Regions from separate parts of the Sus scrofa genome. Here region 2 is linked to region 1. Evidence: chromatin contacts called from public Hi-C data. All regions are on one chromosome and are shown on one strand. The core of a region is the stretch at or near the end of the contact, and the rest is flanking DNA. Distances in the headings are between cores, read along the strand shown.

Region 1 (3,768 bases), core at 368-2,867:
GAGGGATCTCCAAATTTTCCACAGTAGCTGCATGCATTTTACATTCCCACCAGCAGTGCACAAGGGTTCCAGTTTCTCCACATCCTTGCCAACACTTGTTTTTCTGTGGACGTTTAAAGAAAACCTATATTAATGGGTGTACAGAATGGTTCTGTTCTTGATCTGCATTGTCTAATGACTAGTGATAATGACCATCTTTATGTGGGCTTATTGCTCATTTATATATCTTCTTTGGAGGAATTTAGTTGTTTATTTTCTTGACCTAAAAATGTCACTTTTGCTAATGATTTTGCATTTTTAATTACATTTTAAGTTGTGATGTCAGAGAAAGATGTACTTTAAAGAAAGTAGCAACATGGCAGGACTAGGGGTGTTTGTTGTGTGTGGATTCTAGCAGCCCACTTTGTATTTAATAAGACAGATTTCCAAAGTCAAAGAAATCACCCATTTCTGACAGTCTCCTTTCTACTTCTCTCCATCTCATTCTAAATTCCCACTTATAAAAATCCATAAAAGCAGTTGAAAGGAGAGATAAATGAGATGACTGGCTACTGGAAGAAGAAAATAGAATGGAAGGAAAGTAGCTGAACATTGTGAATGGATAATTCACACCTATTAAAACTACTGGCTATTAATTCTCACACTAGGCTTTTTTTTTTTTTTAATCATCTCCATAATGGCCTAGTTCATGGGTTTGAATGTGAAATGTAGCATAAAGATTAATTAACTCTGGCATAAGTAGTTAATTTAGGGAGTTTGAGATAATGCTGTAAAGATATGTTTGGGGCCACTCTGAGGAGTCTGCATCTCCAACCTTTATCTGAAGTACTGGGGACCCACTGAAAGTCCTTGAGTAGACACATTCCCACTGTGTGTCATAGCAAGACATAAATAACTGTGGTATATTAGAGAAAGTAGGCCCTAAGGATCTGTGATGAGCTGGTTAGTTATTACTCATTTTACTACAATTCCTTCCCATCACAGGTTACATTCATAAATACTTGGGTTTTTAAATATATTTAATCAGCCACATGACTGTTATACTTTCAAGTGGAATCACTAAGTGTTTCAGAATTATAGAGATTGAACTGAAATTTGCAAACAACTAAAATGTCTCCTGATAAGATTAATCTGAAGTGTGTATTAATAGCTATAGAGAGTTAGAGTCGATTTAGTGGGACTGTGAGATAAAGAATGGTACTTATACGAAAAAAAAAAAAAGAATGATACTTATGGAAGAGGAAAAGAGAGCATGTTTAAGACAAATTCTTGAAGATATAGTGCTCATTCTGAATGTCTCTAAGAGCAAATACATGTCTCTATTTTCTGAGCATGAATAACCATTGTCCATAAATTTGAAGCACAATTCAAAACATTCTTAAAATATTAATGCTGATATTGGGTGAGGAAGCCTTTTTAATAAGATATGTTAGAGAAAAATACAAGGCTAGCTTTTGGATTTTTGTAAATGCTTTCACTTTCTAGGGAATTACCTAGGTTAGGCCCTGGAGAAGTTTTCCAAGGGACCCTACAGCACAGCCCTGCTTTGGTTGTGTTCACATTACTGACTCTGTATGGGAGGTTCACCAGCTGTTTGACTGGCAGGAGCAGGAGCTTTCACTTCAGTAGTTTATAATTCCTGGCTATTCTAGGATAGTTTGCACTTCAGCAAGCCTCAGACAGGTCAGGACATTTGGTAGGAGAAGGTTGAAAGACAAAAGCAGCAGGCCTTGGGTTCTCAGCCTTTTATTTTTTTTTAATTAGAAAGTTATATTTTAATTTGCTGGCTAGGGTTTTTAGTAATGTGCCTGTATTACATGTAAAGAGTGTTCATCGGCCCAGAGGAGTTTTAAAATGTCAAAACCTGGAAAAGCTACTCTAAACCATGGCTTGGTTCCTGTTGATCTGAAAAATGTGAAAGAGCCTCTTCCGCATCAAACTGTGATGAAGATATTTAGCATTAGCATCATTGCCCAAGGCCTCCCCTTTTGTCGAAGACGGGTAAGTCTCCCACATTTGAAAAGTAGGAATATTTATTTAAATAAATGACTTTTGCCTTCTTTGGTGAAGAAATGCTACAGATTTCAATGGATGTTTATAAGTAAAACTATCAGGGCATTAAGTAGCCAGTGACATCGTATGTAAGCGGTAGACTTGATAATAGGATAGAGCAGCCCGGGAGGCCAAGGTTATCCACTTCACCTTTCTGTGACATTACAACGCTTTAAACTTCCTTAAAATTGGTAAATGTAAAAACTATGTTTTGAGGTATGTTGACAAATACTAAACCCCCAAATTTGCGGCTTTAATTTTGTGGGAAAAGCAAAAAGCTGGTGGTGCTGTCCTTATACATGGGAAATTACAGCGTTTAGCCCTTTGGACGAGTTTAGCTGGCACTTTAAGCTGTATTATTTTTAAATCACTATTTCTTAAATTCAAACTTAACAGAGACATTACTTTTTGTTGTTATACAAAATGAAAAACAGTGTGCTATTATGTGGCAGTTATGATACAGTTTTACATATAGACAATCCTAAACCAACAAACATTTTGTAGAACTTGTGCTAATCTATAATCAGGTTATGATTGATTGAATGTATTTGAGGATGACATTCTCCTCCTCCCCACTAAGTTTTGACCCTCTTAATATGAACAGTTCTGTTGTATTTTCTAAGTTACTTGGTATTGCTATTTTGAATTTTTAACTAGAGTGATATATTTTTAGATCTAAAGTATGTTTAGGATCCTGAACACATTAAGCCAAAAAAAAAAAAAAACCTTGTCAGAGAGTAAATGAGTGCTCACATATATCAGTGCTATTAGTATTTTAGTTCCCTTTTTTACCTCCCCCCCTTTTTCTCTCTCTACTAAAAGGGAAACATTTTATTAAATGAGTAGATTAACTCATAACACCTGAAAAAATATTTTTCCTCTTTAGTGACGAGAATCTTCTATTTGCTGGGACTTAAATAGCTTTTGTAAAAAAATATTTTCTAAGTACCTTCGTTCTTTTTGAATTGTTTCTACTATTCCAAACAGGTGGTGGCCATGTTGAGAAACTTTTTGAGTGAGTTTTAAATATGATGTCTACATTGAAAATAGAATATAAATATCTCCATCACCATCATATTTTCTTCTTTCCTATGTTTTCAAAGTGTTTCTTTTATTTTGTCTTTCACTTGGTCACTTTCATTTTAACTTCTGAATGAGGTCACCACTCTGATTTAAGCCTTTACACAGAGGCCTCTAAAAGTTTTAAAGTCATTAATAAACTAATTTATTATTTCATTATTTTTGCTAAAGAAAACACCAGTATAAGTTAATTTTCAAATTCAGGAAAAGAAGTGTGGGTTTTTTAAATTAAAGGGTTAAGGTATAAACAATCAAGATAATTTTTTTCTGTTGAATATTTCTAATAAACTTAAATACAGTGTATGGTAGATTATTTCATATGTACAATGTATTTTTTTCTATCTTTATCTTCTTTACAAGTACATGAAACCTAAAAGGCTTAGGAGCAGATTCTGTAAGAAAAATTGATAGAAAACTTAAAGGCTTTCCCTGAGGGCTTCCCAGGGTCGCCGTTCAGTTTGACTTTTCTAGGTTTTACTATTATGGTAAATTATAGCCTTGCATTTATAATAACAGACAAGGACTACATTTGAAAGATAAAATTCAGATTAGAATATTCGGGGGAAGATAGTTAAAAAATAAAATTAACACTTTTAGTTTTAGACTGCCTGGGTCTTAGACTGCCTGCCAGTAATT
Region 2 (3,768 bases), core at 627-3,126, 320 kb after region 1:
TCCTGCTCATTGTCTGGTGGGGCAGGAGGGCAATATTCTTCTAAGCCAAGCCCTGTTTTCATTCCTCTGCTGGAGAAGGCAGATCCATGACAGACGCATGAAGTCCACTGCTCAGACCTTTCTATGGAACCGCAATATGTCCTGCTTCATATTTCCGGAATTATTTGCAACAGGCAGCTGTGCTGGGTCAGAATCCCAGAGGTGCTCTGGGATTCCAGACAGGGTGGGGGCCGCCACCCTGCTCGCTCTGGCTGGGAATAATACAATTCACGAATGTGGAGCATCTAGGGAATTCGGGGGCTAAAAAGAGAAGCTCCTGGCTGGAAGTGGCTAAGATTCCTGGACCTCCATGGTGTCAGGGAACAGTTTCAGGGATGTTTGGCTGTGGTTGTGGAGCTAATAAAACAGCAGCCATGTATCAACAGCTACAGTGCTCCAGGCACTATAGCCAGGGTCTTTCAGAGACCTTGTATTCATCCACCGCATCCGTTCTGACAGCACTGAATCCTCTCAACAACCCTGAGAAGCAGGCAACCAGTATCCCAAACGAGTAAATGGAGGCTCAGGGATGATCACTAACTCAAGTTTTCACAGCTTTTGTTTCATTTGGCTGTGCCCATGGCCTGCAGAATTTCCTGGGCCAGGGATGGAACCTGAGAAACAGCAGTAACCAGAACAACAAGCAGTGACAATGTCAGGTCCTTAACCCACTGAGCCACCAGGGAACTCCCAGGTTTTCACAATTTTAGGCCCAAGTCAGGATGCAAACCCAAGCTATTAGACCAGAATGTTCTTATTTTGAACAACAACAGTGTATTGCCTCTGAGGAATTTATTCTGCAGCTAATGAATACATCTGACATACTTCTCTCCACCTCATACCCTACCCACCAAATGTTTGGGCAATTAAAATAGTTGAGTTCACTTATAAGTGGAATGGCAACACAGCAATTGGGCTTGTCCCAGTTACATGAATTAATTCTGTCTCAGGGTTCTGATGGCAGGCAGCATAAACCAAAGAGCGCAGAATCCCAAGATGAAATTATATCATTAAAGCCCTTGGCAGCTTAGCTATTATTTTATGTAAAATATATGCATGGCTTCTGAGAATTCCTCTCCACCAGCAGTCAAGATGAAAAAATATATATATATGTATATGTGTATATATATATATACACATATATATATACATACACCCACACACACTAATAGGATTCTATACTATCATGCTGGTCTTTACAGGACATTCTTGATAGGAATGCTGCCTGTTTGGCATCTGGAAAAGTAAACAGAGTTTCAAATTCCAACCCTCTATTGTGAACAGTAATAACCCTGCTGCATGGCCATGCAAATTAAGGAACTCTGAAACCCCAAACCTCCAATCACAACACCGCACACCCACATTCCAAACACGCCTCTCTCGCCCATGAGAGCCTGGCTCAGGCCACGGAATCTTTTCAGAGCCAGCATCAAAGGCTGCTTGAGGCTCAGTATTTGGGACATCTCATTGCAGCCGCAGTCCCAACATGGATTGAGGTCAGTGAGGGCAAATAACTAAATAGTTTTCTCCAAAACGCCATAGTTGGAATTCCCGGGCCTGGCCTGGGATCTCTGGGGGGCCCCCTCCCCTGCTGCCTGACCAAGTCCCCCGGGGCCCCAGGGCCTGGCGGGTCCCCGAAGCCTCCCACCTGCCGCCCACAGTACTGCCCAGCCCAGGCAGAAAAGAACCTTCCTCCCGCAGCGCGGACGAAGCTCGAGACACGCCCTGGCTATCTATAGAAAATCCCGCTGCGGGTTCTGCTGACGAGTCACTCGAGATCCCTCCTAGGGCTTTATTATGTCACAGGAACCCAGAATGGAATGCGGAGGATTAAATTCCAAGTCCTTCCCGGTCGGCGGCGGGGCCTGGAGGGAGGGCTGCTCCCGGCCATCTGGGCTCTCGGGTGCCCCCTACTGAATGTCACTGTCCTCCGGCTCCGACGCGGTCAGCCGCAGGTGCCAGTGCTCCAGGCCTCCCAAAGCCGTGGGGGCCGCTGCAGGCAGCTCGGCTCTTTGAGCTCCTGCAGCATCCAAGGACATGGAGGGGACCCTCGGAGCCCTCCATGGAGATCTTGGTGGGTCGTTACCCCTTCTAAGCCTCACTTTCCTCACCAGAGGAACCCCTGAGATATAAGATTGGGAATATCACGCACAGAGGGGGAAGTTGGGGAGCGGATGCCCCAGAGATGGTGACATCCATCTGAGCAAGCCCTGGTCTGGGGGTTTGCAGATCCCCTGGCAGTCACAGTTCCGTGCATCTGGACTGATGCCAGAGCAAGGAAATACTTCATGTGTGGGCTAATTCTCTCTGTCACTTTTTTTTTTTTTTTTTTTTTTTTTTTTTTTTTTTTTTTTTGGTCTTTTTAGAGCTGCACCCTGGGCACATGGCAGTTCCCAGGCTAGGGGTCAAATGGGAGCTACAGCTGCCGGCTTCCACCACAACCACAGCAGTGCCAGATCCAAGGCACGTCTGTGACCTACACCACAGCTCACAGCAACGCCAGATCCTTAACCCACTGAGCGAGGCCAGGGATCAAACCCTCATCCACATGGATACTAGTCAGATTTGTTTCTGCTGTGTCACCACGGGAGCTCCTGGACTAATTCGCTTATTAAAGGCAAGGAAATTATCAAGTCACTGAAACCTCACAACCTCTCTGTCTGTTAATCATACTACAGGCATGATAATGATACCTACTGATAGGTCTGTCGTGAGGACTGCATGGGGCAATTCATGAAAAGGGCTTCAAATGGTGTCTGGTATGTAGTAAGTCACCTAGTCTTATTATTGTTATTTAAGTTACCTATTATTGTTGTTGTTATTACAAGGTTCCAGAACACACTATTTGGAAAAGACCACTAGCATTGGTAACATTTATCACACCGTTATGACACGCCAGTCACTCTGCTGAGCCTTTTCAATAATCTATTGTTTAAGAAAAAAAATCTTGTGCAGTTAGGTATGAACATCTCCATCTTTCAATAGTGAAGAACTTGAGGACTTTATGACTCGCTTGAGTGGGTGAGCTGGTCATTTTTCTCCCATCAGAGCTGGCCAGGGCAGAATTTGACTCTTGCTGTTTGAACTTGCATACACCCTTGACCTTGCTGGGTCTCAGATGGAGTTAACCGCTGCTTTATTTCCTTCACACAACTCTCCTGAGAAAAGTACTGTGCAAAACGGTGTTCTGCCCAGAAATGGGAGGAATTGCATCTTTATCCAGGAGGGTGAGTCAAAGGAGTGAGTGTGGAAGGTGAGTGATCACAGGCAGCCAGCAGCAGCATGGAAATCAGAAGAAGGAACTGTGAGGACACAAGGACATGTTTGATCTAAGCCAAGAGCACATGGAGGTGCCGGTTCCTGGGAAGGCCACTTGAGCGATGAGAAGTAGAAGGCTCAGAACCTGTCAGCTCTCTTTGAGCAGTCTGTCAATGTGTGTGCAAGCCCTCGTGCATGCACACACACACGTACAGAGGCACACACAGTAAAAATTCATCACTGGGCTCCCACCTTAGCAGGGTAAGTGAAACATGTAAACAAATAATAAATTATGTCTGTGCCAATGGGGCGTAGAAGCAGTAACTATAAAATGTTACCCAGGGGAGAGAAAGTTTATTGAGATGATGATAGAACACCCCAATCTCATTGCCAAGGGCATTATTTCACACCCGGAGTAAGCTGGCAGCGTTGTTATTTCTTGAAGGAGAATTCTGTCTTTTTCCATTTTCT

Evidence for each region. Hi-C and Micro-C count contacts between places; a contact is called where the count stands out from the background.
Region 2: a contact with region 1 is called in a Hi-C map of fetal skeletal muscle, with 4 times the contacts expected there. The contact joins two enhancer-like sites. A contact is called at or near these places in 11 of 47 Hi-C or Micro-C datasets (embryonic fibroblasts, fetal liver, fetal skeletal muscle and 7 more) and 1 of 2 datasets of contacts at active chromatin or transcription factors (skeletal muscle).

Annotation. Positions count from the first base shown.
Region 1 is chr8:76,635,889-76,639,656 of Sscrofa11.1, forward strand. The region is part of intron 2 of FBXW7 (F-box/WD repeat-containing protein 7); the gene reads left to right. Among named protein-coding and RNA genes, the nearest start is that of FBXW7, 160 kb to the left of the region's middle. Within about 2 kb of position 1,618, at least 6 of the 83 cell types and tissues checked have an H3K27ac peak or open chromatin away from gene starts, as enhancers often do. A contact at or near this core is called in fetal skeletal muscle and skeletal muscle, where this site is marked.
Region 2 is chr8:76,955,550-76,959,317 of Sscrofa11.1, forward strand. No RefSeq gene overlaps it. Among named protein-coding and RNA genes, the nearest start is that of GATB, 270 kb to the right of the region's middle. Within about 2 kb of position 1,877, at least 63 of the 83 cell types and tissues checked have an H3K27ac peak or open chromatin away from gene starts, as enhancers often do. A contact at or near this core is called in fetal skeletal muscle and skeletal muscle, where this site is marked.